Linked DNA regions of Mus musculus: all the other regions are linked to region 3. The links are chromatin contacts, called in public Hi-C, HiChIP or PLAC-seq and promoter capture Hi-C maps. All regions are on one chromosome and are shown on one strand. Each heading gives the region's core, a stretch centred on a gene start, on an enhancer-like site or on the middle of the called end of the contact. The rest is flanking DNA. Distances are from core to core; before and after follow the strand shown. Region 1 has its middle 510 kb from the start of Mir6344. Region 2 overlaps Nyap2 (neuronal tyrosine-phophorylated phosphoinositide 3-kinase adaptor 2). Region 3 holds the start of Irs1 (insulin receptor substrate 1). Region 4 has its middle 410 kb from the start of Nyap2. Region 5 has its middle 290 kb from the start of Nyap2. Region 6 has its middle 410 kb from the start of Mir6344.

The links. Promoter capture Hi-C pulls out the DNA fragments that hold promoters and counts their contacts. Hi-C and Micro-C count contacts between places; a contact is called where the count stands out from the background. HiChIP or PLAC-seq counts read pairs in DNA pulled down with a chosen protein or histone mark.
Region 1: a FOXA1 HiChIP or PLAC-seq map of pancreatic cancer cells shows a contact between it and region 3. The contact joins the enhancer-like site here to the promoter of Irs1 in region 3. A contact is called at or near these places in 22 of 39 promoter capture datasets (the 3T3-L1 cell line, 3T3-L1-derived adipocytes, the HPC-7 cell line and 14 more), 1 of 15 datasets of contacts at CTCF or cohesin (large pre-B cells), 2 of 484 Hi-C or Micro-C datasets (the AtT-20 cell line and pancreatic cancer cells), 17 of 115 datasets of contacts at active chromatin or transcription factors (the NIH/3T3 cell line, craniofacial prominence, embryonic basal ganglia and 11 more) and 1 of 9 other capture datasets (embryonic stem cells).
Region 2: a contact with region 3 is called in a promoter capture Hi-C map of second pharyngeal arch cranial neural crest. The contact joins the enhancer-like site here to the promoter of Irs1 in region 3. A contact is called at or near these places in 24 of 39 promoter capture datasets (the 3T3-L1 cell line, 3T3-L1-derived adipocytes, the C10 cell line and 15 more), 8 of 15 datasets of contacts at CTCF or cohesin (the G1E-ER4 cell line, the NIH/3T3 cell line, embryonic stem cells and 5 more), 229 of 484 Hi-C or Micro-C datasets (the 3T3-L1 cell line, 3T3-L1-derived adipocytes, the 4T1 cell line and 128 more), 46 of 115 datasets of contacts at active chromatin or transcription factors (the 230-238 cell line, the NIH/3T3 cell line, PVALB interneurons and 34 more) and 5 of 9 other capture datasets (adipose tissue, embryonic stem cells, embryonic tail and 2 more).
Region 4: a Hi-C map of uterus shows a contact between it and region 3, with 6 times the contacts expected there. The contact joins the enhancer-like site here to the promoter of Irs1 in region 3. A contact is called at or near these places in 14 of 39 promoter capture datasets (the 3T3-L1 cell line, 3T3-L1-derived adipocytes, the C10 cell line and 8 more), 2 of 484 Hi-C or Micro-C datasets (both in uterus) and 12 of 115 datasets of contacts at active chromatin or transcription factors (VIP interneurons, astrocytes, craniofacial prominence and 9 more).
Region 5: a contact with region 3 is called in a Hi-C map of epidermal suprabasal cells, with 5 times the contacts expected there. The contact joins the enhancer-like site here to the promoter of Irs1 in region 3. A contact is called at or near these places in 8 of 39 promoter capture datasets (the C10 cell line, the SN4741 cell line, cranial neural crest and 5 more), 1 of 484 Hi-C or Micro-C datasets (epidermal suprabasal cells) and 16 of 115 datasets of contacts at active chromatin or transcription factors (SST interneurons, astrocytes, bone marrow-derived macrophages and 12 more).
Region 6: a contact with region 3 is called in an H3K4me3 HiChIP or PLAC-seq map of embryonic limb bud, with 7 times the contacts expected there. The contact joins the enhancer-like site here to the promoter of Irs1 in region 3. A contact is called at or near these places in 3 of 39 promoter capture datasets (cranial neural crest, second pharyngeal arch cranial neural crest and stem cell-derived epiblast-like cells), 1 of 15 datasets of contacts at CTCF or cohesin (pro-B cells), 4 of 484 Hi-C or Micro-C datasets (cardiomyocytes and embryonic stem cells), 21 of 115 datasets of contacts at active chromatin or transcription factors (cardiomyocytes, craniofacial prominence, embryonic basal ganglia and 12 more) and 2 of 9 other capture datasets (embryonic stem cells and pancreatic islet).

What each region holds. Positions count from the first base shown.
Region 1 is chr1:81,621,918-81,626,227 of GRCm38.p6, reverse strand. No RefSeq gene overlaps it. Among named protein-coding and RNA genes, the nearest start is that of Mir6344, 510 kb to the left of the region's middle. Within about 2 kb of position 1,912, at least 14 of the 459 cell types and tissues checked have an H3K27ac peak or open chromatin away from gene starts, as enhancers often do. A contact at or near this core is called in kidney and pancreatic cancer cells, where this site is marked.
Region 2 is chr1:81,300,373-81,304,765 of GRCm38.p6, reverse strand. The region is part of intron 6 of Nyap2 (neuronal tyrosine-phophorylated phosphoinositide 3-kinase adaptor 2); the gene reads right to left. Among named protein-coding and RNA genes, the nearest start is that of Nyap2, 230 kb to the right of the region's middle. Within about 2 kb of position 2,870, at least 19 of the 459 cell types and tissues checked have an H3K27ac peak or open chromatin away from gene starts, as enhancers often do. A contact at or near this core is called in the N1E-115 cell line, embryonic tail, second pharyngeal arch cranial neural crest and 1 more, where this site is marked.
Region 3 is chr1:82,288,880-82,293,797 of GRCm38.p6, reverse strand. It overlaps Irs1 (insulin receptor substrate 1), which reads left to right and starts at 2,359. Exons shown (of 2, transcript NM_010570.4): 1 at 2,359-4,918. The coding sequence starts at 3,305.
Region 4 is chr1:81,481,477-81,486,123 of GRCm38.p6, reverse strand. No RefSeq gene overlaps it. Among named protein-coding and RNA genes, the nearest start is that of Nyap2, 410 kb to the right of the region's middle. Within about 2 kb of position 3,068, at least 1 of the 459 cell types and tissues checked has an H3K27ac peak or open chromatin away from gene starts, as enhancers often do. A contact at or near this core is called in uterus, where this site is marked.
Region 5 is chr1:81,364,217-81,368,420 of GRCm38.p6, reverse strand. It overlaps a transcript of Nyap2 not described here. Among named protein-coding and RNA genes, the nearest start is that of Nyap2, 290 kb to the right of the region's middle. Within about 2 kb of position 1,325, at least 3 of the 459 cell types and tissues checked have an H3K27ac peak or open chromatin away from gene starts, as enhancers often do. A contact at or near this core is called in epidermal suprabasal cells, where this site is marked.
Region 6 is chr1:81,715,443-81,720,089 of GRCm38.p6, reverse strand. No RefSeq gene overlaps it. Among named protein-coding and RNA genes, the nearest start is that of Mir6344, 410 kb to the left of the region's middle. Within about 2 kb of position 1,634, at least 28 of the 459 cell types and tissues checked have an H3K27ac peak or open chromatin away from gene starts, as enhancers often do. A contact at or near this core is called in craniofacial prominence, embryonic limb bud, embryonic stem cells and 2 more, where this site is marked.

The DNA of each region.
Region 1 (4,310 bases), core at 663-3,162, 670 kb after region 3:
AAACTCTGACTGACTGGTTCAACTCAGCTGTTTTGGCTCAAACAACTCTCCAAGCTGACTGATTCAAACTGACTTCTCTTGCCTTCTCAATGAATTGTTTTTCTTGGAAAAACTGCCTCTGAATTCCTAACTGAACTGCTCTGAACTGAGCTCAACTGCACTGCATCAAACTGATTCACTCTGCACTGCTCTTTCAAGTTGCCTCTCCTTCCTGTGCTGGTCTCCTGACAATTGGGCATATCCCACCTATGAGTCATTCTGTCAGATCTTTCTTTGATTTGTCCCTTTATCTGCCCCTCAATCAGACATTACTTTCAAACATGGCTGCTTCATTTTACAAACTAACTTTGCCTTCACTGTTAGGGATTAAAGGCATGTACTACAGGAATACAGAATACTATGTCTGTATTGTAATCCAGGGCATGACTGCATTCTAGCTGATCATATGTTTGGATGTGATCCCTTGCCAGAGCAGCCATGTTGCTGGATTAAAGTTCCTCTAAAGAACTTGGCAAAAACATATTCAGTAAAAAAGTAAAAAAAAAAAAAAAAAAAAAAAAAAAAAAAAAGGAAAGAAAAGAGAAAATAATAGAAATCCTTCATCTCTGCATTGCCCCACTTATGTTGCTAATAATTCACCTTAAAACATATAATGTGATACAATGCTTGTTATCACAATGCTTAACTTGATGTTTTTCAGAATTCTAGTAAATATACACATTTATGTTCATTGAAGCAAAGATTGCTGGTGTTTGAAAACTGACATATGTAAGGGTAGATGTGAAGACACTATAGGGATAATTCAAGTTGATTTCTGAGCTGGTTCAAATTATTTTAAAATTATATGTGAGAAGCTCATAACTCTCTTTTCAACATCAAATTTCCATTCATTGAAAGATGGAATAATTAGCCAAGGGTGAATTATGTGGAACAACTGAACTTGTCAAAATAAAAACATCTTCTGTCATGAATAAAATAGTACACCTTCCCATGGAGAACTCATTGGAAATCACACATTCTGGAGTTAGAAAGGAGGTATTGCCATTATCTCTGTCTCTATCTTTATTTCTCTCTATAGGTAATATAAATCTATCTACATCTCATCTATATATCTATACAGATAAATATCTATAATCTCATTGTTGACTTTTGTGATTGTAGAATAATAAATATTCTGCACGACTTAACATATTTCAATCTAAGTGCATTTTGTATATATACTCTAGATCATTAGCAGGGAGATCTCTGTATCTCTGTCTCTCTTCCCTCTTTCACTGTGTATGTATGTAGGTATGTATCTATGTAAGTAAAGATATAGATGCATACATACATAGATACATAGGTAGAGAGTGAGAAGAAATGAGAATTTTAGGAAAGAATAACAAATATCTATGGCTACATTATAGGTAAAAGTGAGGCTTTTAATGTGTGTGTGTGTGTGTGTGTGTGTGTGTGTGTTTATGTATGTATGCTCACACACATGTGCATATATAACATGAAGATATATGAGCCAGTTAACTGTTTTGAAACTGAGTACTTTAGCTTTGTATTGAAGTGGCATGCCAATCCTATTGATTGCTGAATAAAACTGTACTGCATAGATCACTTTGGTTTATGTTAGTTGAAAGGGTTCATTTTCAATGAAAACTTTCTTGTTATTCTGAACAAATGCATTTTTATATTAAGACACACTGGATCAAAGGTATTTGACACTGCTGACTTTTAGCCACCAGTTACTAAACTGCAAACCAGATCTCCCCAGGAGCTATGCTTTGGACTTTTAGGGGGAACAATGTTTTCTGTCTACCTTGCTGATGGCACTTTCTCTTGGCCACGTCCGCACACATGCCACACACTCAACCATCCATAAAGGTGAGTCAAAGTCTCCTGTGCTTCTCTGTACTATGTCCCTTGCTGAATCATACCCTTGCTGAATCATACCCTTGCCGTGTGTATATCTGAACGGCAGCAGTTACTCTCATTGTTGCTTCTTTAATGATTATAGAATAAGTGAATGCTATGCACTAATCCCCACATTCCATTCTCCTGTGTTTTGTATATTGACTTTAGGTCATTAGCAGGCACCCCTAAATACTATTACTGCTTCTCTTTTTAGACATGCAGCCTCCAGCCTCCATATCTAGATGCAGGCACTATCACTTTTCCTTTCTAAAACTGGACAGACTGTCTCATAGAAAAGCTAAGTAAGTTTCACATAGGGCACACAGGCTATGTGACAGAGATGATGAAACTCAGACATCATGTTTAATAATTCCCTGTCCTTAGTACTACACTGTGAAGCCATGATCTTGTGCAGTCCTTGCTATTACTGGTACACAGTCACCTAAGTCTTCAGATGTAACCTGTATAAAGGTTTTGATTTGACTCTTGGCATTCTTTTCCTATACAAATCTATTAAAGGAATATTCTCTTGAAAACTATTTATTTTCAGTGATATGGCAATTTGACTTTATGTCTATGAGTGTGTGTGTGTGTGTGTGTGTGTGTGTGTGTGTGTGTGTGTGTGCTGTGAAAGTGTTTTCCCTTGGTGTCTGAGTGTCTGTGATGATGATATTGGTGAGCACTAGGAAAACTGCCTTCTATGTACATAAAAAATTCTAATAAACAATGCAGCCAAAGTGCTAAAGGATGTCTACTCTTTTGTAGCCTGCACTCAGATGCAAGAACTTAAACATTATCTTAGGACATTAGCGCTTACAGCCAACTACGCTGCCAAGTTCAGCAAATACTTGCTCAAAATACCCAATATATTTGCCACAGAGGATTGCAGATATACGGAATTTGAAGCAATGTTTTGCCCAATGTGCTATGGTTGAAATATAGATGTCTCCTCCAAAAAGGTATGTTGAGAATTAATCAGTATTATAATGATATTATTAAAATAATTTTTAAAATCTGTTTTTCCTCCCCAGTCCTGCTCCCAGAATGATGACTCTGAGACTAATTAGTTATTATTTAATGCCTAGGACATAAGCTTTTTCTCATTCCCTGACTAGATCGTAGCTTATTTAACCCATTTAACTATTCTATGTCTGCCACTTCAGTCTACCTTTCTCCTCTTCTCTTCTCAATGTCTCTCTGAGTCCCTCTGCAGTTTATGTCTGTCTTCTATCTCGGCTCCCATCTCATTCCGTTCCCATCTCTCAGTCCTTAAGCTCTCTTTAAGCCTCTCTTTATCGCTTACTATTTCCCAGAATCCTCTCTTCCTGCCAGTATCCCACCTCCTATTTCCTGTCTTAGCTCATTGGCCATCAGCTTTCGTATTGACAGGTGATGTTTATAAGAGAGTCTCCTTATATGACATTAAGATCCACGGTAATTATCTTTTTTGTTTTGTTTTTGATTTTGTTTTTTTTGCAACTCATAAATCATCCCAAAATTTTCAAATTTAAACTAGGTAAAAAGTTTACCTAGATTTAAAAAAAATTAAAAAAAAAAACCTTAAAGTTTGTGTACCCATTAATTATAGCATACCATATCTATAAATTTTACTTTCTTCCTTATGCTCCAATGAAGGCAAAATGAAGGAGTCAAGATGGTGATATGTTAAATAATATGAAATAATGGAAATAAGATGGTTTTCCAACATTTATAAAATTTTTAAAGTGATTCAAGGTTGAAATCCACAGAGATTAAAGATTAGCACTGAATAAAATAGCCTAATACTTTATTAGGTCTGTAGAGCACCTGGTATCCGCGAGGTGATGTCATTTGTACTTCAAAACTATGAAGGCTTTGTAATCACCTATTGTAGTCTCCCCTCCCCCAGCCTGAAACTTGCTTGCTCAGGGGTGGAGCTTGCCGCTCAATTGTTGTGTCACGCCCACTGCTGGAGCCTGCCGCTTTCCTGTTCAGAGTTATCACGGGTTCACCTGCAACTTTACTCCTAGATTATTTGGCGGGAATCGGGCCCCTCCCCCTTCCTTCATAACGGAGTGTCAAAATAGTAAAATTGAACCTTGAGTAGAGCTGAAAGAGTAGTAAACTCAGTGCTTCAAGGTATGCTAATCATAAAACGGATAGTGACATTCCTCCACCCACCCACTTCCTGAGTTCAAGGAGTATTCATTCAAAGAAAGTCACCCTGACCCACCCTGACCATTGCTGGAACCCACTATGCAAAGGTGCTATTGCTAGGGGCTCTTAGATTGTTAGGGGCTCTTAGAAACTGTCTTGAGAGTTAACAATTACCAGGTATTCCTTGTGACACCTGTGACTTTGTACTTCCTTGTGACTCTTAACTGGTATTTTTGGTATTTTCCAACAACGCCCTTCCTACCTCCTTGAGT
Region 2 (4,393 bases), core at 1,621-4,120, 990 kb after region 3:
AGGCATGCACACTCACATGCATGTGTGTGTGTGTGTGTGTATGTGTGTGTGTGTGTGTGTGTGTATGTATGTGTATGTGTATGTGTATGTATACACACACACATATGCACAGTCATAGCAGCACATGTACATGTATGTATACTCATACACATGTACGTGTAAACACTCTGAGCACTTAGGCCTTGTTTCAACATGGTCAGAAGTTTCTCCTAACACTAGTTTGGATCTTGCTATTAAGGTCATAGTTCAACATGTCTGGATAAGCTCTCTGAGCTTGGTACAAAATAAAGTACTCTCTTTCTCAGCAGGACTTGCACTTTGCCTGATCTTATCTGGAGAGTGTCTCTCAGCACAGGTGTCTGACCTTATCTATCTAGAGGATGATCCCGCATATCTCTTCCTGCAAGGGCTGCATGATTCAACACTGAAGACCTGCTCAGCCCTGCCTGCTGTATGATAGATAATTAGGTACTGTATTATGACCAATCAGCCCTTTCATCCTGTAACCCCCAAAAAGGTCTGACGAAATTCACACAGCCTATAGACAGATTTACTTCCTGTCTCCTGCCTGGCATGTTCCTATCATGTAAATGAAGCATTCCCACTCTAGCCAATGATGTCTATCAACCTGGAAGGCCCAACCTACTCCCCAAGTTCTCCATAACCCTTGTTCACAGAAAATAAAGTTGAGCTGCCTCAGTGAAGCTGATCCCAAAGTCAATCCATCCATTCTTGGAGATCACTGGAGCTATGCTTATAATCAGCAGGTTTTAAAACTAATGACTAAACCTACAGAACTCTGATTATTGTTCAATAGAATGGGATTTAAATCATATCTCTGGGCCTGGGAGGGAGGCATGACATAGTGAACTTTTGAACCTCTAAAAGTCCACTAACACGTAACTACCTATACCTTACATGATTACTCTCTAGCCAAGGACTTTTTATTTGAAGGGCATCATTATTTCCCTTAGTAAGAGTCAGTTTAAAAGGGTCTGCCAGCTTTTTAGACAGGGAAAGTACTCCAAAGAAAAATTGCGTGCTCTAGAGACTTTAAGAGCTATATGAAGCCAGCTGTAGTGGTTTGTGAGAGTTCTGAGTCTCTGGCATTTGAATATTTGGTCCCCAGTGGGTGGCACTGTTTGAGCAGTCTTAATAGATGTGGCTTTGCTGACAGCAGCATGGGAGTGGAAACAGACTCAAGAGTCAGTCATTGCCAGTTGATTGTCTCTGCTTCTTGCTTGCAGTTTAGTATGTGAACACTTAGCGCCCTCACCTGACTGACTACTGATTGTCAGGCTTCCTTGTCATAATGGACTTTTATCTGTCTAGGACCATAAGCCCGAGGAAGCCCTCCTTCTGTAAGTTGCTTTGGTTATGGTATTTTATCACTATAATAGAAGAGTATTAATGCACTAGCTGAAATATAAGTGGAGAGTATTGTCTCTTTGTTCATCATATACTTCTATACCTTTCCTCTGGGGGGGGGGGAGACTTTCTGCTCTTTATGTCTCTCATGAGTTCTTTCAATAGAGAACACAAGAGTGGAAGTTGAGAGTGATATGACAGAGATAGAGTCACATTGCTAACCTCATTTCACCCTTGGGGATACTAGTCAAAGTTGGGACACTGTTTAGTTGAAGTCCTGTTGCAATTCATACTCCCCTATGCAAATTTCATTTAAGAATGATGAACACAAATATAACACCCAAGAAAATCTGCATGTTTAATAAGCCAATGAGCAAAAGAGAATGTGGAGAGCAGTTGAGAACCGAAGTATGAAGAAGGCAGCTTTGTGTACGGCATGGCTTTAATAAGACAATCTGGGCTTACACCTTAGCACCATGTGACTAGTGTCAGATTTGAATTACAGAGACACTCTGGCTTCAGCTTCCTCACTAATAGACATATTATGACTTCTTACTAGATATGATATTAAGAGCACAAAGTAGATATGATATGAACATGGTAATACAGAATCCTGAGAGCTGTGGCAGTTGCAGGAGGATCACGAGTGCTGCTTAAGATATCTGTTTTGTTTAGCAAGGTGGTTCAACCCGAGGGGTAACGTTTATGTGTCACACAGAATAGAAGGGAACGACTAACGCCCCTTAGTGTTTCTTCAGAAAAGCATGCACCACGGGACCATATTATTCAAATAAAGCAAAAGTTCTCAATGGTGGGTCTCAACTTCTTTGGGGGGTCGCAAATCAGGTATCCTGTGTATCAGATATTTACATTAAAATTTCTCACAGCAGGGAGACTATAGTTATTGAAGTAATAGCAGAATAATTTTATGGTTTGGGGTCACCACAACATGAGGAACTGTACTAAAGGGTTACAGCATTAGGAAAGTAGAGAGGCACTGGAATAAAGTGCAGAACAACTGTGAGCAAGTGTTGTGTACAAACATTTCTTCATATTCTACTGGTCACCTAAGTCGAAGGAAAGCTTACCCAGTAGCTAGAGAGAGCTTCTTCTTTTTCTTTCTTTTTTTTTTTTTTTTGAAACATTCTTAAGCTACTCATTTCAATGACATTAACAGAAGGAAAAAAATCAAGAAGTTATTCTTCCATTTATTGAATTAAGCTCCCCACCCCTGCACTTTAATTTAATTAAAGAAGGGCAATGCTTTTTTTGTTTTTTGTTTTTTGTTTTCTCTCAAGACTCAGGTTGAACAGAGATAATTAAATGAAGGGAAGAAGTCATACAGCCCAATGCAGTTACCTTCATCTATCCATAAAAATGTGCAGCACACAAGGGGCGTTGGATACAGTTGCTCATTTTCCTCACTCAGGAGGTGTGTTTACAAGTAAGACTTTAAAAGCAACCCTGCCTTTGAAGAGCTGGTTGTACTATACATTTCGGTTGCTAGGGGGAGCCATGTATCCACTTTATTTGTTAAAGTTCTCCAAGCAGTGTGGGGCAGGCTTGTTGAAGCCCCATTGGTTTCTGTTGTTAAAGGTGTATTCCACAGAGTGCATGCTGGTGTTTAAAGAAAACAATGTATTTGAATCAGTGATACATCTTAAAGCATATGCTGACCATTCTGACCATAGCATCTTCTTTCTCCTAACCACAAAAGTTGATAGCATCCTAGATAGCTGTAGAATTTCCATTGCATTCATTTGTCATTTAATCTAGATAGGACAATAAATAACAGTAGATGACAGGGGAGCTGAAATGACACTGGTAGTCAGTTTCCACTTACATTTTATCCAAACCACACATGATAAATACAGGACAAGAAAAAGTCACTACCCTAGCAAATTCTGAGTGTTTAATTTCTCACAGGATTACATAGGAATACTGGGGTGAACTAAGTCACCCATCTGCATCCAACTTCTTTGTTACATCAGTGGCCAGAAGTCTCCTCTCAAAATTTTCCAGCAATCCGAAAAATTTGAGTATTTGAGAGAGTAAAATGATGTATGGCAAGAAGAGAAAGAATAAATATTATCCCTAATCCTTTTCATATATAAAAATACATTTATATTTAGTACACAATAATATTATATCAGTTATAATAATATAATTGATATTTTAAATTTGAAATTATATATAATTTATATAATATACTTATATAATATAAATGTATATTATTTTTATATAATATGAATCATATATTTATAATCACACTGATTCTCAACAATACTATTAAACAAATAATACTTCCCATACTCTACAGATAAAAAAACAGGCTCCCTGGAAAAAAGAAGAGTGACGCATTTAAGCGTTTCAGTTCATAACTTCTAGCATCCCATAAGCAAGACACGCTGGACAGCTTGTGTCAGCCAGCTCACACTGGCATTCTCTCTTGCCACATGGGGGAGTAAGAGCACCTGTTTGATATAGAACAGAACAGAAAGGCTCCACCCATGTCCTTGTACATCCTACAGGCAAGAAGCAGAGATAACAATAAACAGCATGGGATCGTCACTGTGAAAACTTCACCTCAGATCCTCCCATAACATCTGTGCCTTTCACACACTAAAGAATATTCTTCAGCTACTTTATAATTTTTCCATTGCCTTAGTTTTGACTTCTGATGATAAGGGTATAAAGGACACATCCAGGTACAGAGAACTAGCAGCTAGCAGACACCCTCAGAGTCCTTTGACCTAAGTGCCACCCCATGGGTTTGAATCTTCTTAGACGGAGTTGTAAATTGCATCAATCTGCCTCATTCCTGGTAGCGATGGAGATGGATAATAAGTGTGTTGGGGACAGGTATGAGTTTGTAGTTTCTGCTCAGTAGCAGATTTCTTGAGATGCTTGTTATGAGACTGTTAAACTTAAAAAGTGGCCTCTAAATATCTGGTCCTTAAAGCATAATGACCATACAAATCTAAATAATATGCTAAAATATCCTGTGACACCAATGTTTATAAAA
Region 3 (4,918 bases), core at 1,110-3,609:
ATATCATAAACACCCTAATGTTCTGTGAAGATGACTTATAAAAATCTTCCAAATTAAATTGTTTTTTTTGTTGTCTCCTCCTTCAAGAAAATACTTTCCTCCATAAAGGTACCTCCTTTTTCCCCCTCTCTCTTTTTTGTTTGTTCTTGGTTGGTGACAGAGGTCAGGAAGGAAGTAATTTTAAAAGTTAAAGTCTGGATTTGAAGTGCTTTCCTACATAATGCGAGGTCCCCTCCCTGTGGACTAATCTAGATTAAGCAGTTGCTAGACTAGACTAGCTGTTTATTCCCCCCCCCCCCCCACACACACACTGTTATTCTGCTACACTAACTTCAGATATCTCTAGTTGCTATCCTCCCAACCCCTAATGCATTTCAAATCTTTAGAGTCCTCTTCTTGCTATTGCAGTCTCCGTACCTTTTCCAAATTACTTGCTATTTATAGCCTTCCTGTAGTGGGCACATGTGCCCGCATCACCAAGCTGTCAGAGGGGAAAAATGAAGGCTATCAATTCAATGTGTACCGCATAATCCATTAACCAGGTTTAGGAGAAACTGCATGATAAAGGAGGTGAAAAGAGAAAACAGAGGCTCCTGAGCTTTCGAGAGGAGGTGACACCTACAGATGCGGAATACCCCAATTCAAGTACCGCAAGCATCTGAATGGCGCCAGTGCCTACATCTGTACCCTCTCCCTCTCTCCCCTTTACCGCATCTGTGCAAGACAGGAAAGACAGGCAACTCCACCAATCAGCAGGCTGCCCCAGGAACCTCACCCCGCCTCTCTAGCCGCATTATGCTGAGGCGCGCAGCCCCCTTTACCCATCCGCTCCTCCCCTACTCCAAGCCAGGCAGTCTAGTGGATTGAGCATGCCCAGCACCTTTACTGCTGCGTCTCACTGCAAACAACCTGCAGTGCTGGAGAGCGGGAGGCTGAGAGGGTTCCTGGCTTAGGAAAAGAGGTGGAAAACTAGAACCGCCCATGGCTAGAGTAGAATGGCTTTAAGCACTGGGAGCAACGTCACATTTGTAGGTCTTTAATGCCGGTTGGGCTAGACAGGGACACCCTGCTTGATTTATAGGTCATCTTAAAAAGAAAAAGAAAAAAAAAAACTTTGGGGAGCGTCTGCTTGTGGTGAGACTAAGAAATAGGCTTTGCAAAGAGGCTGCTGACCCGTTTTCATCAAGAAGTACCCATTTTCCTGTGCAGCCTAGCCACTTATCCTTGTCTCCCACTTATCCTTGTGGTCAAGGTTAAAAGTGTATAGGGTCGTCTAATGCTCGTGCAAACTATGAAACAAACATCTGCTAACATATACACAGTAAGGGTGTACACTTAGGAACTCTCTGAAGGTCCTTTACATCTTTAAAAAAAATCACAAATAGACTTACGAATGTGATAAGGGGTGCCAGGTTTCCTCCAGCCCCCGCCCCCCACCTTTTGCACTAACTAACCCTTAAGTGTGAATCCCTCTTCACCTGCATGAAGGAAGAGAAATGGTGACTTTTACATTTTATTTCCTTAGTGATCAGCGGCTAATAGTGCCAGGTGTGAGATCCCAGGTCGCGATTCCGAGAGACCCTAACCTAGCCAACAGTCATTGCCCTTGGGCGTCCCTCTCTGTTTCTTCCAGGTGCTTCACCACGGTACGTCCGGAGATTCCAGGTGGAAGACTGGCTCAGAAGTCCTTTAGAAAATCTTACAAAAATGTAGATCTCCCTACCAGGGCCTCTCACCCAGACACCGACATCCAGCTGCCTCCCGGGGGTCGCCTTTACCTGTTGGGTGAGAGCTAGCAGGTCACCCGCGTCCCCTCCGCCCCAGCGCCCCCACCCTCTCGGGGCTCTGCAGCCGCAGTGCACCCCCCCTCTCACTGCCCCCTCCCTCACTCCTGCGTCTTCCCCAGATCCCCCCCTCCCGTTTTCCCAGACTCCCCTCCTGCTTTCCGGTAGCCACCCAAACAAGCCTGCCCTCCCGCCGCGGGGATTCCTACGGGCCGGGGGCGCTCTGGGTGGCACGGGCGTGGGAGACACAGCGCCCCGGGCTCTGCCGGCCACGCAGGGGCGCTGCCCGAGCGCTGCAGCAAAGGGCCAGCGCGGGCGCCTCTGCGGCACGGCCAGGGGGTGGAGAGGGGCGGGCGTGGGGCGGGCTCGGCCCGGAATGTAGAGCGAGCAGGGAGAGGGAGAGAGACCCGGGCTGGAGCCTCCCGGCGGCGGCCAGGCTGCTGAGCGCAGAGGCTCCGTCACGTGTTTTGCTCCTCTGGAGTGAGACGGCGGCGCGGTCTGAAGAGGGCCAGCGCGCGGTGCCAGCCGCCGCAGCCGCCGCTTGTTTTGGTTGGGGCTCTCGGCAACTCTCCGAGGAGGAGGAAGGAGGAGGGAGGAGGAGGAGGGAGGAGAAGGAGGGAGGAGGAGAGAAGTAACTGCAGCGGCTGCGCCTCGGGAGGACCGGGCGTCTTCCCCGATCTCTTCCCAAACCTCCCCCGCTCCCCGCCTCCCTCCCTCGTCCCCTCCCCTCCTCCCTTGCGGACTGGAGCTAGGGGCAGGGATGAGCCTGTCCCTCTGGACCGTCCCCTGCTCCCCCAGCTGCCCAGTAGCGTTGCGCGTGGAAAAGCCACTTTCCCCGCCCGCCGAGATGGGCTCGAGTGCGGGCTGCAGAGGACGCGTCCTCGGGCGGCAGCAGCAGCAGCAGCAGCAGCAACAGCCGCAGCGCCGCGGTCTCTGCGATTGAGCTGGTATTTGGGCGGCTGGTGGCGACGGGGACGGTTGAAGGGTGGGAGGAGGCAGAGGAGGAGGAGGAGAAGGAGGAGGGAGAACCCGGTGCAACGTTGGGACTTGGCAGCCCGCCTCCCCCTGCCCAAGGATATTTAATTTGCCTCGGGAATCGCTACTTCCAGAGGGGAACTCGGGAGGGAAGGCGCGCGCGCCTAGAGAGCCAAGCGGGGACTCCTCGGGCCATCGCTGCCTCCCTACATCGGACTCGACCAGGGGCGGCAAGGGATGCACCATAGCTCCTTCTCTGCTGCAGGGACTGGGGGAGACATAGTCCTCGGAAGATTGCGGCTGCACTCACCCTAGACCCACTGCCCTTCCCTCTGGGCATGAAACGCCCTTAAACTCGGATCAGGCTATCTTCCTTGGCGCAGTTACCTCGTCCTTCGGCTGCCCCTCCCCAGCTCCAGGAACAGCGTGAATTTTGGAGTCAGAATTTCTGCGAGCTTCCTCCAGCCCGGAGTGCATGTGCGGGGCCGCACTGAGAAGCCACCCCTCACCCAGTTTTTCAACACCTCCCTCTGCTCCGCAGCAGCATGGCGAGCCCTCCGGATACCGATGGCTTCTCAGACGTGCGCAAGGTGGGCTACCTGCGCAAGCCCAAGAGTATGCATAAGCGCTTTTTCGTGCTGCGGGCGGCCAGCGAGGCCGGGGGCCCAGCGCGCCTGGAGTATTATGAGAACGAGAAGAAGTGGCGGCACAAGTCGAGCGCCCCCAAACGCTCGATCCCCCTCGAGAGCTGTTTCAACATCAACAAGCGGGCTGACTCCAAGAACAAGCACCTGGTGGCTCTCTACACCCGAGACGAACACTTTGCCATTGCCGCGGATAGCGAGGCTGAGCAAGACAGCTGGTACCAGGCTCTTCTGCAGCTGCATAATCGGGCAAAGGCCCACCATGACGGGGCTGGAGGAGGCTGCGGCGGTAGCTGCAGCGGCAGCTCTGGCGTTGGAGAGGCAGGGGAGGACTTGAGCTATGACACGGGTCCAGGACCCGCGTTCAAGGAGGTCTGGCAGGTTATCCTGAAACCCAAGGGCCTGGGTCAGACAAAGAACCTGATTGGCATCTACCGCCTCTGCCTGACCAGCAAGACCATCAGCTTTGTGAAGCTGAACTCCGAGGCAGCCGCTGTGGTGCTGCAGCTGATGAATATCAGACGCTGTGGCCACTCAGAGAACTTCTTCTTCATCGAGGTGGGGCGTTCCGCTGTGACAGGGCCTGGCGAGTTCTGGATGCAAGTGGATGACTCCGTGGTGGCCCAGAACATGCATGAGACCATTCTAGAGGCAATGAGGGCCATGAGCGATGAGTTTCGCCCTCGCAGCAAAAGCCAGTCTTCATCCAGTTGCTCCAACCCCATCAGCGTTCCCCTGCGCAGGCACCATCTCAACAACCCTCCACCCAGCCAGGTGGGACTGACTCGGAGATCTCGAACTGAGAGCATCACTGCCACCTCCCCTGCCAGTATGGTGGGTGGGAAACCAGGTTCCTTCCGGGTGCGTGCCTCCAGCGATGGCGAAGGCACCATGTCCCGTCCAGCATCAGTGGATGGCAGTCCTGTGAGCCCTAGCACCAACAGGACCCACGCCCATCGGCATCGAGGCAGCTCCAGGCTGCACCCCCCACTCAACCACAGCCGCTCCATCCCCATGCCTTCTTCTAGATGCTCACCTTCAGCCACCAGCCCAGTGAGTCTGTCATCTAGTAGTACCAGTGGCCATGGCTCCACTTCAGACTGTCTCTTCCCGAGGCGCTCTAGTGCTTCCGTGTCCGGTTCGCCTAGCGATGGCGGTTTCATCTCTTCTGATGAGTATGGTTCTAGTCCCTGCGATTTCCGAAGTTCCTTCCGCAGTGTCACCCCAGATTCCCTGGGGCACACCCCACCAGCCAGGGGTGAGGAGGAGCTGAGCAATTATATCTGCATGGGTGGCAAGGGAGCCTCCACCTTGGCTGCTCCCAATGGCCACTACATTTTGTCTAGGGGTGGCAACGGCCATCGCTACATCCCAGGTGCTAACTTGGGGACAAGCCCAGCGCTGCCTGGAGATGAAGCCGCGGGTGCAGCAGATCTGGATAACCGGTTTCGAAAGAGAACTCACTCCGCAGGCACATCTCCTACCATTTCCCATCAGAAGACCCCCTCACAGTCT
Region 4 (4,647 bases), core at 1,819-4,318, 810 kb after region 3:
AAACTAGGGCTTATTTAAAAAACCTATCCAAACCATTTTTTTGTATCTCTTACATGTAAGCTAAATATTATATTCAGAAGCTTAGCTCTTAACATTTAGAATACAGCCCATAAACGATGTAATCTTGCAATGAGCTATAGTATTCGGAAAGATATTTAATAGATGTGCCTTTTAGTGTATCCTATGCTAATGTTGAAACTACTTCATGCCTTATCTTTTTAAGGCAAACTATATATATTTAACAAAATAGACACTGAACATCTATTCCTTAAACCTGGTTATTTCTCTCCTCATCTTGGGCATAGATCTAGGCAACATTTCCCACAAAGTCTCATGTCCATGACATCATGGCTCTGTAGACCAGTTCTATCTGATACTTTAAACATGGCCAACACCTCACAGGGTCCTCTTCCAGCTCTTCCTTCATATGTGGGCAAACTGTGTTACCAAAGCTCATAGGAAGGCCCATCTTCTGCACACATACAGTCCCTTCAATTCCTGAATGACTAAATGGAGTAATGGCTTCTTTTAATCCAAGTGACCACTAATTGTGGTTCATGTGAATGAAAAATATATTGATTTTAAGGCACTAAAATAATGGATTTTCTCTATTCTAATAGCTATAGTTATTTTAATAAAGACAAATCCCTACACATGAGTTTATAACAAAGCCCAAATGAGATAGTTTATGTATAAGGTACAATAATCTTGCCACACAATGTAAGACATGCAAAAATATGAATTGTTACAACTGAGTAAGCTGTGTTCAACAGCAAAAGAAGCATGCAAATGATACCTATTGGTTTCCCCAATTATGATATCTTCCTTCAGACTCTTGAAAAGTGTTTTCCATTTTAGGTTGGCACTTAAACTTATGAATATTATACAAGCCATATCAAAAAATGATAGTATCAAGCTAAACAGAAGCACTCTTGCAGCAAATATGTACAAGCATTATTGTTCATCTTGAAAATCAGTGTTTCTAAAAGCAATCTGGACCTTGCTTTAATTTTTATGACTGCAAGCAAACAATACATCCGTGGACAGATGGAAAATGCAATTATAAACAAAAGTGACAGTGTGAAGACATCCTGCTCATTTGTTATTTATGCTTATATCATGGCTGATGCTTTAAAAGGCACACTAAAATCTCTTAAGATATATTTCGTAATACACACACACACACACACACACACACACACACACACACACCTCAAAAAGAAAATCCCTAAGTCCAAATTCCTTATTAGTCACCAGGCACTCCAAAAGCTTTGCCCACAATTTGAATAAAGCCTTTTCTGTCTTTACTTTGCATTATCTAACATCATACACCGGGAAGGAAATGGGTCTGGAGAGATGGCTCAGTAAGTAAAGTTTTTGACTTGTATGCATACGTAATTGAATTCTACCCTCAGAACCCATGTAAAGAGCTGGGCCGAGTTGAGGGTTACAAGGTAGGCATAGACACATAGATCCCTGGAACGTGCTGGTCAGTTTTCCTAGACTACAAGGTGAAGCTTCAGGACAATGAGAAACCCTGTCTCAAATAAAATCTAAAAGGTGCCTAAAGAACAATACTGACTTCCATGCACATCTTCAGCAATTGTGCACCTATGCATCCATGTGCATCCACACGTGAACAAAGATAAATACATTAATTGATAAGTTCTTATAACTGTTCAGAATGTTTGCTGTCATAGAATAAACCATTTTTTCTTTAATGAGTATGAAAACGGATTCTAAAGCAACATATAGTATTGTATGAATATAAAAACTGACTTTAAAGTGACATATAGTATTCCAAAAGTGAATTGATTTAAATCCTTAATCAATTTCTATAAAAACAAGTTGAAAGTTGATATAATTCAGTGTTTTTAAGTTGTAGAAGTCAGAATTATAGGATGGTCTCTGTTCTGCCTCATTCTGTAGGTTTGCCATGTGGGTCATCCATGTAATTTTGTTCATTCGTTCACTATTACCCATAGCCATTGTCCCAGTTTGCTTCACCAATGCTTTGATAAACATTGCCCAACACCAACTCATGGATGAAAGGGTTTATTTTACCTCATAGGTATAGTCCACCACCAAAAATTCCTCCCAAGGCAGTGATTCAAAGCAGGAAACTGAAGGCAGAACTGATGAAGAGACCAGGAAGAACTTTGTCTTGATTCCTCAGGTCTGCACAGCTTCCTTTATTAAACAGTCAAACCTGCCTAGGGATAATCCCACCTCCAGTGGTCTGGGCTTTCCTACCTCAATTAGCAATCAAGAAAATGTCCCACAGACATACCATTGGGTAACCTGATGGATATAATTCTTGAAGTGAGAATTCCTGTACTCAACTATATATAACTTTGTATCTAGTTGACAAAATCTACATAAATCCTGGAGCATCTTATATAAAGCATACATAAATTAATCAAAATAATGTTGATTATAATATTCTATACATGTATTATCCCTGCACATATATTTGTGGTGCTTCTCATATCCTATTTTGTTTTTGCCTATGAACATCTTGACAAAAGGCTTGTAATTTGTTAGTTTATTAACAGCAAATGTCCTAAACCAAGGCCAATCTGTTTCTCTAACCCAATGTTTATTTTTGTGCAAGAGAAAGACAATGATGTGTTTCATAGAAACTCTTGATTGCAGAATGTGAGGCTTTCCATGAAACATGATATTTCTGTTTGTTAGAAAGAATCCAGTATTACCTAGTAACAAGTTAATCCTGGAAATGATAATATTTCTTTGGCAACATTCCGATTTTTTGTATTTTCTTTAGGTCTAAAATTAAGAGCATTATTGAAAATCATTGGCATGCTTCCATGTATTGGTCACAAATTGATGATACTGTAAATCGAATGGCTGATGCTGCAGTTGTACTCCTAAGCCTTCTTATGGACCTTAATCCACTTCATTAAAGAAAAATACAATCAGATCTTCTTTGTTCTTTCTTTATGCCAAATCTTTCCTATGGGATAGAATCAATCCTAAGCTAATGTACTTTATGAGATCATGTGGAACTACATTTTAGTTCTTCCGGACACCGTGTTCTTTGTAAGGTCACAGTGACATGAGCAAAGGCAGCTTGAATGACTAAAAAAGAAATCTTTGCCGCCTCTGTGCAGATCCTTTAATGTGAACCACTGGATTTGACATTGGAATTCAAAACAAAATATGTTTCTGATTAGAAACGATTAAAATATTTCTTTTTGTTTCAGGTACAAAACCACCACCCAAACCCTCCCTTTGCTTTGCTTTCTCAGAACTCCTGTAAGACAAGCCTTTGTGCATGTAAGGCATGCCTTTAAACAAATAAATCACTTGTGTCATGATTTTCTCAGTAATTAAACAAAGAAACAAACATACTACAGAAATTTTGAAGCCAAAATTATTGGAACACTCTGTTGTTGCTATTTAATTACATGTGTTCTAAAGAAAACAGTATTTTAAAAGTTCATCTTCACTCTGAATACCAATTTGCCCTTGAGTGATGGACAGCTAGTATATTTATGCATTCATGTTGAGACACTGAGTTTTCTCACTTGTGATTTTACCAATGCCATAAATTTTAGAGTTAGCATAAGTCCAGCTTTCAGGATGAAGGGTGTCCCTACTCAGCTATACTCTGAGCCTGGTGTTCCAGCCTGTCCTGTCACAAAAGAGTTTATAGACCACTTCTCCCATCACATGGAACTCTGAAATCTGGGTCTTAAGTTCTCAACTTATGAATATAAAATATGCTATTTTTCATAGTCCTTTTGAAAGTATTAAGAATAATTGTATGTATGTAAGTATGAAGTTGTGGTCAACAGTGCTCGCATATTTATAGCATCATGAAAATAAAATAACTACCTCTCTTCCTTTTACTCTTCTAACCTACTCTTTCCTCCTAGTCCCTTGTACTGCTGTTAACAACATAGAAAGTAGCCTACTATTCATTTTCTCATTACAAAATAATCATGTTATTCAGACATGCCTACATTGTGTATAAATATCCATATAGATATGGGATCCTGATCATAATTTTCAATAAGAATATTATGCCTGATGGTCATTTTTAAATTTTTTCTTTCTTTTTGAAATTTCTTAATGAATAGAAGTTAGGGGAAATCTCTCAACGATAAGTAACATACAGTGAATAAAATGACAAGAATAGAAGCAACAGGGATCTAGCCTGCTGGGAAGAAGTGGCTAATAGGATTGTGTAGAATTTCCAAAAGTAGATTCTAAGAATACAAAGTGTCTGTAACTTGGGTGAACTTTCCACAGACAATAAATTCCTTTATTACCTTCATTCTCTTCTTTAGCTGTCCCTCTATCTACTCAGAACACATTGACTATACAGTGTCGAATCTTTGCTTTTAGCGGCTGCATATTCTAGGACATGCATGCCTGAAGACTTCTGTTGAATCTTTCCCTAGTTTGGTTATGAGGCTCCTTTTTAAAGGACGGCTATCAACTCTAGCCCTGTCATCCAAGGACACGACAGAGTTTGGTTGTGGGTGCTTACACTGTGCTTTTCAGTGGGTAGACAGCCTAATGCCCATATCTAACTAGTGATCAAGTGTCCCTGAAACACAGCAAATGTGTTTATGCTAGTAGATGTCCTTGTAGCTCTCTGGTAATCTGAGTCCTGTTTAT
Region 5 (4,204 bases), core at 76-2,575, 920 kb after region 3:
AAGACACTGTGAACCAGGAATGCTTTCTAACAATCTGTGTTAAATGCTAGAAGTTTAAACTGCAGACTGCTGGGATTGAAAATGAGCAGGTCTACATGGGCATATCTTAATCTCAACATCAATAACATTGGCATCGGGGTGTTCTTTGTAGTGGAAACTGACCTGCCCATCATAGAATGCCTAGAGACATTCCTGAACTCTACCCACTGGATTCCAATCCTCAGTCCCCATTGCAACAACAAATGCTAACCCAAGATAGTGATAAGCACTCTAGTGAAAATCGAACTTCTCTTGAGGGTCATGGGTCTCAGGGGACTAGGTTTGTCACATGGTTGACTCTTCCCATGTGTGGTGGTACATATATACATATATATATATATATATATATATATATATATATATATATATATATTCTATTTCTCATATATATGTATATATGTGTATATATGTGTATATATGTATGTATATATATATGTATGTGTATATGTATATATATGAGAAATAGAGCTAAAATGACATGTATATGTCATTTTAGCTCTAATTCTCATTTCTAGGTTGATTATAGACAATATATAAATGCTACATAGATCAAAGACAGGCACAGATACATAGATATATACATCTCATATGTCATTTAAGTTCTGTTGAAACAAATAATGCACTATTTTTATTGCTATTAATATAACCACAATATTTTCTCAATGTCTTATCTAACCATTCCTGGCTGTCTTTCTTTATATTCTACCAAACAAAGGGTCTCCGGTTGATTCTAACTGTGTAAAGATCTCATTAATTGAGGCCACTCCCATCAAAGCCAGTATCTAAAACTACAATTAGATCATTGCCCATTTTTCTTCTTATTTCTAAGATCCAAACATCCTTTCCTCCTGTGGAACAGCAGCTTCGGGCAAGGAAAACACCTGATATTGGACCTAATTCTGGATCAAGGGGCACAGCAATACAGAAAGAGACTGAGGTGGAAAACTGATATGGAGCAGAGTCATTCTCTTTGGACCACTGGCACCTGCTTTTGGTTTGTCTACAATCAAATACTCAGAGCAAGATGTAGACACTGAAGTTGGAAGAAGTAGAACAGAGTGGGTTGGCATGCTGTGATGAGGTACATTGTCTGAACCTGAACAGAACATGATTAATCACTCTTCAAATTTTACCTTTAAGGTGATTTTATTGAGCAATGTGAAGCCCTTCCCTTTCATAATTACAGAGATATTTCTGGAATTGCATCAACAGATTTATATTACACCCAGCATATCCCAGGTGTTTCTCATCTAATAAATTTAAACACTGAGGCATTATTGGCAGACTCAGTGCCATACATGACTAACTCAACTAAAACATTAAAGGAGTTGGATCACAGTAGACTATGCCTCTGATAAGCCAGATCATGACACACACTTGGCTGAGATTAGTGGCACTAGTCAGATTTCATTGCATCTTAAACATAATTTCCTTAGAAATGTTGCAGGACCTGACTGGAAAAACTTTCAGTGTTCAAAATAATAAAGTTTATCTGCTACAAAGACATAATTAGGCCAAGGTATGTAGGAATCCATGCACCTTTCCAGGTGCATTCAGAGCCAAACTTGGATCTAATGGTTATTTTATCTTTTCATCAGAAGATTAAGATTATTTTACAAGTGTACCATGACTTTGAAGTCCAACGGTTGTTTCCCTTATGAGAAATTAAGAGGGAATCGAAATTAAATTGGTGAGAATATCACAAGTAAGCTTTTCTTGAAAGAATTCACAGATCAACCAAGATACACACACACAAACACACACACACATGCACACACATCCACACATGTACACATATATGTCTATATATGCATAATTTATACTTATAAGTTTGTTCCATATATGATAGATGAACTTTGATACTTTCATAGATATATCATAGCATAGCAAAGTTTGAATGGATTTATATTAGACGTTATACCAACCTACATTCTATGTGGTAAATAACACCTGTATAGTTCATCTATAGTTGTCTGTGCTGGAGGCAAGAACTCATATTTTAATGGAGGCCCCAGCAATAGAGTCTAGCCTGAACCACCTAAAAAAATATCCGAAGTTATATAACCATGACTTTCCAAACAAGGATAACACCAACAAACATGCCAAACTGGCCTACATAGAGAACTCCAGACCCCCAGAAAAGATGGGAGTGGCAAAGGTGGTCCTCCCCAGGGAAGAGCACAACAGTCGTTTGTTCAATGACCAACATCCCTGAGAATATACATGCAAATAACCTTATATGAACTGTATATGTTACATTTAAGAAACTAAGTGTGTGTATATACATATGGATACAATAATAATTAATGAAGAAAGAGGTCATGAATTTGAAGGATAATGAGGAGGAGCATTTGAGAGGTTTGGAAGAGAGCAAAGAAAATTATATTGTAGTTACATTATAATTCCAAATTAAAAAAAAAAAAAAAAGCTGGGCAATGGTGGCAGCAGGGCAGAGGCAGAGGCAGGTAGATTTCTGAGTTTGAGGCCAGCCTGGTCTACAGAGTGAGTTCCAAAACAGCCAGAGCTACACAGAGAAACCTTGTCTCAAAAACTTTTTAAGAAAAAATAGATTTTGAGCAGGGTGTTGCCATTCAGTCTCTGCTTCCCCACCTGTAGCATACAGTCCTGGGGCAGGGAGAAAAGGAAGCAATCCTACTCCAGCCAACCTTGGAATGAGATTTATAGGGTTTGGACAAGTCTTGACCCCACTCTTGCCCACAGGAAGTCTTCCCCACAGGAACAGGACTCTCATGCCCCATAGAGAGTGCCTATAGTAAACACAAATGCTGAAGAATTTCATTTACCACCTCCACTCTGTCTCTGATTAAGTTCCAATCTTGATCCTTGTGTCAGATGTCTAGTTTAACTCTACTTCTCCCCCAATTCCATCATTCACCTTGAAATACAGTTTTACAAGATCGTTGTGGATTGATCACATACATTTAAACAGTACTTTCTTTTTCTTGGAATGTCAAAGCTGTGTGTGATCCCAAAGCTCACTGCATCTGCATGCTCTGCAACCATCACTATGCACTTCCTAAAGCTCTTTCTAAAAATATTTTTCTCATATTCCTTCTAATGTACATCACAGGAAACCCAAAAAATGTTGTCATGGTTATATACAGAATTTACTTAATGAAAATAATAAGTAAATTGGCTATAGTCTGTAAATCTATGCTAATATCCTGAATATTTTAAAAATTTATCCTTTACTCAAAGGACGATTTTTGGCCATGTTGTAAATTATTGCATCATGTTTCTCCAGTTTCAGGATTGCTCTTTCAGTCCATTTTTCTCAGGTTGTCAAATACCTGTCAAGGATACAAAAGAAACAAGTTAGTGCCACTCTTCTGATTAAACACTGAGTTGTATGCAGCTTAGCAGTCTTCGTTCTGTTGTAGTGAGCTAATTCTGAGAACTAAGTACATACCTATGTCTATATCAGCCTATTTTACAGAGGGTGTTGATTTATATCTACTGTAGATGGAAACACCTGTGAAACAGTTTCCTTAATTGAATGATTTAATGTAGAAAGACCCACCCTATGACTGGATCTTTTGGAGTGGGAAGATGTACTTTTAGTCTGGAACACATCTTATGCTGACAGCCCATATAAGGACATAGAAGAAGGAAGCACTTGCTGCTTACATGGTTTCCCTCACTCTCACTGGTGAGTTTATTCCTTCACTGGTATTAGACCTACTTCATTGAGATTTTGGCATATATTAAGGACCAGTTCAGATACCCAGCTTTGGGAACAGAGCAACTACTCGATTCTTTGGCTCTCCATTGGAAACAGCCAATGTTGGAATAGTTGAACCATAACCTCTAAAACACTCTAAATCATATAGAAGTGTATATGTGTATATGATATATATATATATATATATATATATATATATATATATATATATATAGTCTATCATCCACCAGTTTTTTTCAGTAGAGAACCTAGACTAATAGAGAGACCTAACAGAAGAGAGTAATTCACTAGGGTAGGCACTTTCAGATATACTATCGCTGGACACCACAGGACTCAGTCTGCATGATTGGCCCCACATCCTGGAGACAAGCTTTTTGCAGTGCATCTACACTTACCCCACCATGACAAATTAATCCATGAACCTGAAACCATGAGCCAAATGGTCACAGCACCTGGAATAGT
Region 6 (4,647 bases), core at 385-2,884, 570 kb after region 3:
GTGTGTGTGTGTGTGTGTGTGTGTGTGTGTGTGTCCTTGGTTTTGCCAGATGAGAGATATAACCTTGTTTCATCCTTCTCTGTGTGGGTATCTATTTTCCCAGAACTATTTACTGACAGGATTATCTTCATTCTAGTGTATACTTTCTATACTTTGTAAAAATTCCATTGGTTGTAGATGAGTGGGTACATCTGTGTTCTCTATTCTGTTTCATTGATTTATGCATCTGTTTTTGAGCCAGTGCCATACTGCTTTTGTTGCTACATCTCTTCAGTATAACTTACAATCAAGTATGTTGATACATCTGAGCATTAATTTCAAAATTGCTTTGTCTATCCTGGTCTTTATGACTTCCAAATGAATTTGTTTTGTTTTTGGTTTTGTTTGTTTGTTTGTTTGTTTGTTTTCTGTAAAACTTGACCTTGGGATTCTGAAGTAGATTGCACTAAATCTTAAATTGCTCTTGGCTTTTTGTTATTGTTTTTTGTTTTGTCCAATGTACCTTACTTACAGATGACTTACAGGATGTGGTCCAGCTAACCCCAAAATGGCTAGCTATGAAGAGAAAGTCCAACAATTCAGTAGTTGCTTAGTCAATAAGGCTGGATGTCTCAGCTGGTCTTCAGTATATGCTGGAATCCCAAAGAAGTAGGCTCTAATGCCAGTGATAGAATGGCCTTATTAGCAAGGCGAGGACAAGCATGCAAAGATCAAAAGCATCTTTTTTTTTCCATGTCTTCATACGGGCTTACAGCAAAAGATATGGCCGAGATTGAATCTGGATTAATGGAGTGTCTTTCTACCTCAAAGATCCAGATTAGAAATGAATTTTCCTACTTAAAATTAAGCAAAAGTCCCTCACAAATATCCCTACATATGTGTTATCTCCACTTTGTTTAGCTCCAAATGTGGTCTAATTAATAAAATAGGGAACCTTAGGTATTCTTAACTGTATAATAATAGTTATATAATTTTACAGAAAACACCAATAATTTTTTTAGTGACCACCAATGTTTAAGAGCATGACACATAAGATAATTAATCCAAGCTCAGAATGTGTGTTCAGAAAGTACTAAAGGAGTGGGATTGTCAGGAGTATATTAAATATTAATAGAGGATCTTTAGTGCGTGACAGAACCATAAAGCCATGGAAGTTTTTTGTGTTACTTGGAAATGGAACTTACTTTGGGTAAACTTTTGATCCAATGACAAGGGACTATTTTATTGGTAACAGCTACTTTCACTATGACATTCAGACAACATGGGTCAGTGGTATGTGTCGGGACAACAAACATCATCTGCCTTAAATAGGATCCTTGGCAATAGTTTTCCAAATGAAATTTCCTGAAAGGCCTTTTCTGTCTTCAGCATTCAGGGATAAAGAAGGAGCCATTTCAGAGTCAGCGGCCTAAGCAGTACCACAGAGGTAAACAAGTGTAGAATTCAAATTCCAAAAGATTTACAGCTTATGACTTAAAGGAGAAGAAAAAAAGAGAGAAAGAAAACAAATTGCCTTTGAAATCCCCAAAAGAACTATCTCCTCCCTAAGTTAAATTTACCTTTGAATTTAAAAACAGAAAAGGCCAGACTGAGCCCAACTGAACATCCAATCAAAGAAGTTACTGTTTTACAAGCTGTGAAGCCCACATTCCTGGCATTCCTCTCTAAATACACAAGACCCTTGAGACACCTTTGTGTAGCCTCCAACCTTTCATGAATTTCAAATAAAACACAGATCTCTTTCAAGCACACCCTTGAATATTTACATATAAACAGGTCATATTCCCAGATGTAAGACCTGACTCTGCTGAGACAACTGGGAATGAATTTTTATTTACTTTTTCATATTTGAAAAGACAAGAAATAGATTTCCAGATATTCTCAGAGCAAAATTTTCTCACCGTATTTTTTTTTAAATAGTCTTTCATTCCTTTAGGAAATGAGCTTGAAAGTATTCTGTCTGTAATGATAGACAAGCAAAAAGAAAAAACAAGATCCTTTCACCTTTTGTATTCTGTTTCCTAATAAAAAAGAACACTAATTGCTTTAGATTATGATGTCCATATTTAAACAATCTAGTGAACTATATTGAAATTCAATTTAATAATAAAACTATCACCAACTCAGAGATATACAACTTCATAGTAGTTCACAAATTATTGATGAACACAGCTATACAGGTATATAATATTATATAAAAATGGACTGTAGTGATTAAAATCAATTAAACAGTACTAGAAAATAAGTAGAGGTTAGGAGGAGAAAATCAGTGTGGACCACAGAGCTAAATAAAACATGGCTGAAGCAGTTTGGGTAAGAGCAGACAGGTAGGTGCAGTTCACAGAGCACTGGAATAAAACAAAGAGGCTTTCTGGGTAAGAGCAAACCTGGAAAAAGCTGGGCCTCTCTAGGGGCCTATAACTAAAGCAGATTAGCTGGAGTAAATGTTTTATGCAACTTAGGAAAAGAGAAGAAACCAATATAAACTTAATGTTGACCATACAGAATTCATGGAGCATAATTGTCATTTTCTGTTCCACCATGCCTTCTTCTTTGGAAAATTTACTTCCCTACTTAACTTGGATCTTAGACTGGGTGATGTCTGTTTGCATCAGAAAACCTACAAAAGCCCTCGAATGGACAGGTAGAATCTTGGTTCAGAAATTAGAATTAAGTATGCAAAGTTCAAAGCGGGTTTAACGTTTCACCCAGGAGAGGGAGGTATGATTGTCCACACTGCTTGTGTCCTCTAGCTTACTGAGCTCTGATTCTGACCAGCATCAGAAAGGATGTGGGAACTAGAGCAGAAGTGATGAGCAGATGCAAGCGTTTCTTGATTGCTATTGTTCTAAGATGAGCTTGGCAGGCATGTCAAGCTCCTGCCTAATCGTCTCTACTCCAGTGCTTCAGAGGTTCTCATGGACCCTGTGATTCGAAACAACCATGAAGGCCACCATATTCTCCTTCATCCTTAAAACTGTCCCACTTTCACAGAGACTCCTATTGGATCCCCATCACTCCTCTATGTGGTCATAATTTATTGAGGGTTTGGAAGACTCCCCTTAATTTAGAAGTAATTATGAAAGAAACAAAACATAGCTATTTTGGCGCTTGTTTTCAATATAAGATCTCACCAGAAAGCCTTGACTGCCCCTTAACTCACTATGTTTCCTGATTGGTCTCAAACTCAAGGCTATCCGCCTATCTCTGCTAGGATTACAAGAGTGCACCGTCAAATCCTACCAAAGTCTGATTCTTGACTTTTCTCCCCAAACCCATTTTCTTAGTTCCAGCATGGGATACAGGAAGGTTCTTAGGTCTATGCTGAGCCCCTATCTTGGCGGTGATTTTATATATATATATATATATACATCTATCTTTGTCATCCTTCAAATTTTAAACCTTTTATTGTCATTGATGCCACTATTGTACTAAATCTTTGGTAGTAGGCAGTCATCACTAACACCAAAAGTAAAAGTTTAAACTGCATCAGTTAGTGAATCCCAGTGGAGATCAATTGTTTTTTGTTTTTTGGTTTTTTTAAAATATACTTACCACATCATAAAAGGTGCTATAAGGATGGCTATGTGTCGTCATTACATAACAAGAGCTGGAGGTAGACCCTGTAGTATAACATTCGTGAAGTAGTAAAGGGCTGTGAGTGGTAATTTACACTTGCTAAAACTGCAATGTGATATCCTTACATATGTGATTCCTATTGGTGGCAGGCAATCATATTGGGAATACTCTTGTGGTTTGTTGCATCAGCTCCTGGTTAGGTAAAGTGCTACTTCTCAGAGAAAAGGGAAAATGAAGGTTTCTGGCTTCCATCCATCATCACAAGCAATATGTTTTCATGTTGTCGTCACTGATGGTGTCAGTTCAATACCAGACACTATCTTCTGAGGAGAGTCAGTGCATTGCAGTCCAGGAAAGACCAACTCTTCTGACTCTTTCCTCTGGATCCCACCTATCCCTCCATTTCCCTTGGCCATTCATAGCTTGTTTATAAGAGCTCAATTCAGGCTGCCTTTCCCCCCTCAGCAATGCTTGGTGCCAAGCTACTGCAAATAGCATCAGTTCACATGGGCAGGTCTACCTGTTTCACCTGCCTGGAGAGGCACTCATGGGCACCACAAACAATTTTGGAAACAGCAGGAAGGAGCCTGTCAAGAACACTACTCCTTTTGCCCAGTAAGGCGATACTGGTACGAAAGTAAACCCCACCCTTTCCCATTGGAAGTATAGGTATCCTAACGGGATTTCTGCTTTACCTGCTCAGCAGTGTGAGATGACCCAGAGAAAGACTTAATAAGAGCATGTCGACCCTAGAGTAAGCAGAAATGAATGAAAAATGGACCAGTAGGCAACCCTCTAGCAACACAGTCTGGCTATGAATTTTGCATTAGATTCTGTAGGGTTTTTGGAGGAGGTTAAAGGTCATACTGGATTCCCAAGCAGCTTCAGGCTGGGTCTATTACTTGTAGTAATTGAGACTGATGAAAGCTTTTGGTATTTTTACAGCTTAGCTGTGACATGCCATATATCACTATGCTTCTGTCAAAGAAAATATTATACAGTTCATTGGCAAAGGTTTGATCTCCACCTTTTTCTCCTCATGCTGCATAAAATACATGTGCTTGTCTT